2 separate regions of the Pan troglodytes genome follow, and region 1 is linked to region 2. The links are chromatin contacts, called in public Hi-C maps. All regions are on one chromosome and are shown on one strand. Each heading gives the region's core, a stretch centred on a gene start, on an enhancer-like site or on the middle of the called end of the contact. The rest is flanking DNA. Distances are from core to core; before and after follow the strand shown. Region 1 has its middle 50 kb from the start of CLVS1. Region 2 has its middle 190 kb from the start of CLVS1.

Evidence for each region. A called contact is a pair of places that touch in the nucleus more often than the background predicts.
Region 1: a contact with region 2 is called in a Hi-C map of induced pluripotent stem cells, with 2.4 times the contacts expected there. The contact joins two enhancer-like sites. A contact is called at or near these places in 2 of 7 Hi-C or Micro-C datasets (induced pluripotent stem cells and stem cell-derived neural progenitor cells).

What each region holds. Positions count from the first base shown.
Region 1 is chr7:69,598,678-69,602,122 of NHGRI_mPanTro3-v2.0_pri, reverse strand. No RefSeq gene overlaps it. Among named protein-coding and RNA genes, the nearest start is that of CLVS1, 50 kb to the left of the region's middle. Within about 2 kb of position 1,847, at least 9 of the 24 cell types and tissues checked have an H3K27ac peak or open chromatin away from gene starts, as enhancers often do. A contact at or near this core is called in induced pluripotent stem cells and stem cell-derived neural progenitor cells, where this site is marked.
Region 2 is chr7:69,458,242-69,462,016 of NHGRI_mPanTro3-v2.0_pri, reverse strand. No RefSeq gene overlaps it. Among named protein-coding and RNA genes, the nearest start is that of CLVS1, 190 kb to the left of the region's middle. Within about 2 kb of position 2,321, at least 7 of the 24 cell types and tissues checked have an H3K27ac peak or open chromatin away from gene starts, as enhancers often do. A contact at or near this core is called in induced pluripotent stem cells and stem cell-derived neural progenitor cells, where this site is marked.

The DNA.
Region 1 (3,445 bases), core at 598-3,097, 140 kb before region 2:
TCCAATTAGGAAAAAGTGACCTTTGCAATCAAATAATTGCCTCATTTACCCCACTGTGCATCATCCTACCTTCGTCAAGTCTTCATAAGCCTTAAATCTTCCTCATTCAAAGCTTTACAGTTTTGCCACACATTTCTTAAAAGCCCCATGCTTTTTTCTCTGATCAGTCAAAACACATAAAAACAACTAAAGACTTCTCACAAGTTACAGGAATTTCTTTAAACATTTCAAAGTGCATGTTGTTGCTTGACTGATGTGTACGTACAGTTGAAATCACCTATTTCATATTCATTTTCTTGATGCCCATACTCCTTTAATTCCTAGAAGTCCCAAAGAGCAAAATATCACCCTCCCTGATTCTTTCTGCTACTGCCGTTGATAAAAGGAAATGAAATGTATGAGTCACCACCCATCAACTCAGGCTTCCGATTACATTTGGAGACATGCTCATTAAAGCAGGTATGGGGTGCAGAGTAGAAAGGAGGAGTTTCCACGTAGCCCATGGTGATGGGAGTAACAAGTTGATCAGCGTGGCACACCAGCTCCACAAGGGGGAATATCTTAAACAATTCCATCAACACTGATTTACTTTAACCAAGTGATATTTTAATGAGCCAACCTCCATGCTCCCTGGATGACATGACTTCTCAAACTAAGAGACCACGCCACCTTTACAAGAAAGAAAAAAAAAAAACACTAAAAAGTCAGAGAGTTGACACTTGCAGATGAGTCTAATTCCCTTTGTCCTGTGGATATGCACCGTGTTGGGAGAACTCCAACTGCATCGAGCTGATTTTTGCTGTCATCAGAACTGACCCTCAGTCCCCCAGGAGGCCCGAGGCCTGTCTGCTACAATGACAGGGACAAGAGCCAAGCTTCAGCTCGGGGTCCTCAGATGTGCAGCACAACAGGCTGCGTCCAACCTTGGCGAGGGCAGCTGGATCACATGAATTTTTAAAAGTAACACAACTGATGGTGGGAGGAGGGGTCATGGAATATATTCTTACTTTTTCCCCCTGTGAAATCCCCATGGAGGAAATCCATGGACCAGCATGTTGATTTTGGCATCGGCACACACAGTGCCTCTGTTCTGAAGATGAGCTGACACGTGCAGATTTGCAGATCAGCCATTTCAAAAGGTTAATTAAATATTACCATTGTTTTCCAAGCTATCAATGTATGATCTTTTATTTCTTCATGCAGAAGGCTTCACCCCACTCAAAAATCAGGGTTTGAATTTGTTTTCCAGTCCCTTCCCCTTTTTAAAATCTGGAAAGAAAATGACCAAAGGACCGAGAGAGAGAAAGAGAGCATGAGAGGGGAGAGATGCAGAGACTCCCAGGCCAGAGGCAAAATGCAGCTGGGAGCTGGGGAAGGAGACTGGGCCAGCATTGTCTGAGGTACAGCCCTGAAACACATTCTCAGCCACAGCTTGGGACCAGAGCCATGTCATTCAAAGAAGGCTCTATATGGAGGCTGGGAAGGAGCCCCCTGCTCTCTCCATCTTTATTTATTTGTGGCATAATTGGCTGTGTTGGGGCTCAGGAACGTTGCAAGTTTTGGCCTCCAGTGGTTATGGGGGAGGGTCAGGATGTGGACCACCGAATGGCCAGGAAGGACCGAGGCAGGAAAACAGCCCACTTGGCAATGTCTGTCTGTCCCCTGCCATCTCCAAATGACACGGTTCTCTCCCTGCCTGGGATGTCCTGATGTTGGTAGCAGGAGGGCCTCAGTGCAAATGGGAGAGGGATTCCAAGATGGACGGCAAGGGATAATAAGGCAGAGGTCAGGGAGAGGACAAGGTTCCCTCCGGCAGGAAGTGCCACCCTCTGTGACTGCAGTTTACAAGAATCCTGAGCCACGATGAGCACAGCAGTCTGCAGGAAATCTCTGCAGACAACCCATCTTCTAGGGCAAGCAGGACATGTTTTGTTTGCAAAGTAATAATGCCTCCCTAGATGTGAGGAGGAAGAAGCTAGCCCACAGTGTAATGAATGAAAAACAAAGGAGCGGGGTGAAGACAGGTGATGATGGAGGCAGTGGGAGCTGGCACAGATGGAAAAAGCGGGGGAGCACAGCACCAAGCCTGGTCATGGATGAAGCTGGACGAGGACTCGCACAGTGCTGCACAGGACACCTACCCCTAAACATTGGCCCTCCCCATTCCACCCATATACATGTCATGCATGCTGAAATGTCAGCCTCTGAGGGCTACATGTCAGTACAACACGACACTCACAAGTACAGACTCTGCTGTCAGAAGATCCAGGTTCAAAGCCCATCTCCATCACTCTCGGGCTGTATCTCCTTCACAGTTCTCATTTCCTAATGTTTCCATTTTTCATTTGCAAAATGGAAATAAATATTGCTACACTATAGCATTGGGAAAAATGATATAATGAAAACAAAATGTATGTAATGTACTAAGGTGCCCAGTATATAGCAAATGTTCTTTAAATGGGAGGAAAGAGAGAGAATGCAAAAGAGCTTGGGTAAGCGAGAAGGTGGGCAGTGTGGTCAGGACAGGTTGTGGGGTGGAAGGAAGTTAGAGGAAAGGGTACTGGGGGAGGAGAAGACTCCAGATAGAGGAAGAGGAAATGCAAGAGTGGGAGGGAAGAAAACAGGAAAGGGAAAGCTGGACATCTTTGCTCTCCAGAGCCATCTGCTAAGAAGCCTCCCAGGATGTTCAGGGTCCAGCATGCCTGGGTGAGCGGATTCTGGGTGAGCATCTGCCCTAGCACTGTCTCCCTTGGCTAAAAGGTGTGCCTTGACACACTGGCCTTCTCCACTCAGAGCTGAGCCCCTGCATGGGCGTGAGGCTTGGCAGCGACCAGGCAGGCGGGAATGGAAGACACTGAAGGTAAACAGATGCAGATCGCCATTCACTCAAACACAGTCACTGCTTTCCCATCATTCCCCAACACCCAATTACTTTGTTACAGTCTTCTACATTTAAGCTTTGTTTTTTCAACAATAACATGGCACCGAAATTGGTCACCACACTCATAATGGAATATTAAAAACTGAGACATGGGCTGGGCAAGGTGGTTCACGCCTGTAATCCCAGCACTTTGGGACGCCGAGGCGGGTGAATCACGAGGTCAGGCGTTCGAGACCAGCCTAGTCAACAGAGTGAAACCCCATCTCTACTAAAAATACAAAAATTAGCCGAGTGTGGTGGCAGGACCCTGTAATCCCAGCTGTTCGAGAGGCTGAGGCAGGGGAATCGCTTGAACCCAAGAGGTGGATGTTGCAGTGAGCCGACACCATGCCATTGCACTCCAGCCTGGGTGACAGAGTGAGACTCCACCTCAAAAAATAAATAAATAAATAAATAAATAAATAAATAAATAAATAAATAAAGACATGATGCATCAGGCTACCTGCAATACGATAAAATGGGTCAAAGCACAGGCAAAATAACCCCATCATTAGAAAAATTTTT
Region 2 (3,775 bases), core at 1,072-3,571:
TAGTTTTTTGTATTTTTAGTAGAGACGGGGTTTCGCCATGTTGGCCAAGCTGGTCTCGAACTCCTGGCCTCAGGTGATCCATCTGGCTCAGTCTCCCAAAGTGTTAGGATTACAGGTGTGAGCCACTGTGCCCGGCCATATTCAGGATTTCGAATCCTCACACAACACTAGAAGGAAGGCATTATCATTATTATGCTTCCAAATTTACAAATGAGGAAGGTGAGGCTCAGACATGAACTTGCTCTACAGGGCTGCCACTGTGTGTGTGTGGCAGGAGTTACCTGGTTGCTGTCATTATGTGGTAGAGAAACCACACTATGTGATTTGGAGTCCAAAGACCTGCCTGCAAGATTCAACGAAACCACTTGCTAACCTTGCCTCACGGAACCTTAATTTCTTTAATCTCTAAAGTCACAACTGGCCTATTTCTAAGTTGTATCCATTGAGACAATGCATGGATAAATGCCCTGAAATCTGCAAAGCACGGGCAGATCTGTTGTTTATATTACCTACCTCAGCAACACTCTTAGGCACTGGAAGAACCCTGACTATATGCTTTTTCTCTCACCCCTACCCTCCAACACACCCTCCAATTGCCCATTAAATACTTCCCAATTGGTTGCTACTTAAGGACAAGAATGATGCCTATTATGCCCTTTGTTTAGCATAACCCCTGGCATGGCTTTCAAAAGAAAGTGTCCTTAATACACAAAAAGACTCCATAACATTTGTCCCTAAGAGAGCAGAGACTTAATGTGGAAAGGCCGAAAGCAAAACATGGCTGCATTTAGTCCATCAAGCAAGAATGTCCAGATCCAGAAGGAAATCACCTTGTGGACACCAGCAACAGGATGCCATCCTCAGGGCATTGCTGCCTCCGTTTTTAGGTCACCGTTGGTGGCACCTCTAAGAGAAGGGGAATATCATGATCATGTTGATGCAGGAGAGATGTGAGTCTTAGAGATTTAACTGAAGTTACTAAACTTTTTTCTTTTTTGCACTAATTCAGAAGCCTAGATGGTTTACATTTAAAGCAAAACAAGATTAGTTTAAAGCTGTTCCTGCTCTGGATAAAGTGATCAGGTGCAGGAAGCTAAAATTACAAGGAGCAAGGACAACCGATCAAATCCACATGTCCTCTCCCAGGGTCTCTGGGCTCAGTAGCTTCCTCCTTATTCAACACATTTAGCCACAACTGACAATCAAGTGGCTAGGATAATTTGTACCTATAACAGCTATTAAAACAGTAAGTTTGTCTAACCCTTCAAGTTGTTGTGGATTTCAGCATCTCCTTGAAGGCAGGGAGCACGTAATGCCCCATACGTACAATCCATGAGAATAAATGTGCTAGATCAGCATGCACCTAAAATCTGCAGATGCGTGTCCAGTAGCAGGTATATCGTAGTACAAAATAAAATTGTAAACTACTTTGGGTAAGCTTTCTGACCAGAACAGGCATGCTGGAAGCATGTCAGCTGGAGATGACATTTTGGCCATTTAGTCATTTGAGCTCCAAATACAAGAAACACCAAGTGATTCTCAAAGTTGCTTTTCTTCTTGCATATATTTTACAGCATGTTCTCCTAGGCCTATGCACCTTGGAAGGCCACTGTTGTTTTGCTCATTTGGCCTACCCCCAAACCACATAAGAAAGCAACATAAATACAAAAAGCTTTGGTTTCCCCGACATCGACATCATAAACAATATTCAGGTTTTTGTAGTAACTATCCCCAACAGCAAGATTTTAATGATCATAAACAATTGATACCTGCACAGTCCTCAGCAACAGATGGTTTTATGGTTGAAATGTAAAGGGACATTTTCTGCTTTAATTTTATCCCCCACTGCCACCACCACATATTCTGATGGTCAATGAAATTCTTTTCGCAAAGTGGGCTAGGGGCTGGGGGCTGAGGTTCGAGCCAGCACTTTGTCGTTGAGTTGCCACGGCTGTGTTACTATCAGAACACACAGGTTCTATACAAACTGGGACTGCCAAGAAAAGGAGTTTGGGGGGCAGTTTGTAACTTTACATTTTGGAGAGTAAAATTTCTTTTCATGGTTTTAAGTAACCCTTGGGGCAATTCTGAGTTAGTCCAGCTGCTCCTCAGAAGCTAGCCATGGCTGGAGGAGCAGAAACCGGGAGCTGAGAAAGAGGCCAGCCTCGTCTGGGGAAGAACAATGCCTCCGCAGTCAGACACAATGGCCGCCTCTCATTTTCCACCAACTCTTACAATAAAATGGAAAGGACCATGGAGCTGCCTTGCAGGGCCCCCTGAGCCTAGAGAGAGAACATTAGCTCTGCAGCTACAGATATGCAAATCCACTATGAGAGCTACAATAGCCTAGGAAAGCCCTGTGGGTGGGGACAGATGAAGCAACACTGTTCTGCTGGGGCTATTTTCCATCCTTGTAGGAGCCATAGGTTCCAGACTTTGTCATCTCGATTTCTACAAGCCGGGGCTGGCTTTTAGGGCCATTCAGATACAAGGTAGAAGAAAGGGCAATATTCACTATCCAGAAATCCCAGTGAATATCCTCAGTAACATGCAGAAATATTTAGACTGTCAGTTGCATAGATCATATCATTAACTCAGCATGGATATAAAGCCTACTTGTTAATTGCTTTTTTTTTTTACTTCAACATCTTTCAGCCATTCTTCAATAATCACTTCTGTAATGCAGCATGAGATTCTGGAACTTTCTGATTTGCTCTTCAGATCACACCATCAGTTATTAAAATATCTTGTAGCTTGATCTATTTTAGGTTTTTGTTTAAGATCCTAGACCTGAATTAACATTGATGGTGGGTTTATCCTAAGATGGCCCACAGCTAGCCATCACGTCCGCTGGAAAAGTCCAAATTCTAGTTCTGGCCACGACACTTGTGTACTACTTGGCCTTGGGCAAATGACCCTGCCTCACCTGGTAAAGGGCTGGTGGCAACAAGACTGGCCTAACTTACCAGGGTGTGGTGTGGATTAACTCACCAGTGCCTATTAACAAACACAAATGCTGAATTCTGAAATGTTGAGCTTCCCGACTCCTAGGGAAACATAGTGAAACATGTTAAACAGGATGAGTTTTCCAAACTGTCATGCGCACTCCCCAAAACTATTAACTTTACAGCCTGCTTAGGTTTCAGTCATCCAGCCTATATCCCAGGTGAAGTCTCTTGAACTGAGGCTGACAATTATGAGGTTTTGGATTGCAAACCATTGCAGTACCTGGCTCCTGTCACAGAAGAGAATCAGGTTTCTCTCATTTGTAATCTTGAAATCGAGCTTTCAGATCAAAATGCAGAGGTGGCGAGGGGACAATGGAGGAAGCCACCTGGAGTATAAAGTGATTCCTAAGCAGTATTTTGACCTAGTGCTACTATTTATTATATATTAGAAATCTATTAGGCTGCCCTTTAGCTACAACTCCAAATTTATCATGACATTTATCTGGGAGCCCAGGAAGGACCTCATGAGAAGGGAAGGCTCACAGCAGGATCCTACTGTGGAGAGGCACCAGCACACTTAAATAGCATGCCTGCCAACATGTGAAATGGGATTCTGCCATCTTTGTTCAAGTGAAGAAAATTTCAACCTGCTTAGGAGATAAACAAATTGTAAGAGTAAATCATTCTGCCAGGCACGGTGACTCATGCCTGTAATCCCAGCACTTTGGGAGGTCGAGGCAGGCAGATCACTTGAGGTCAGGAGTTCGAGACCAGTCTCGCCAACATGGTGAAATCCCATCTCTACTAAACATACAAAAATTAGCCGG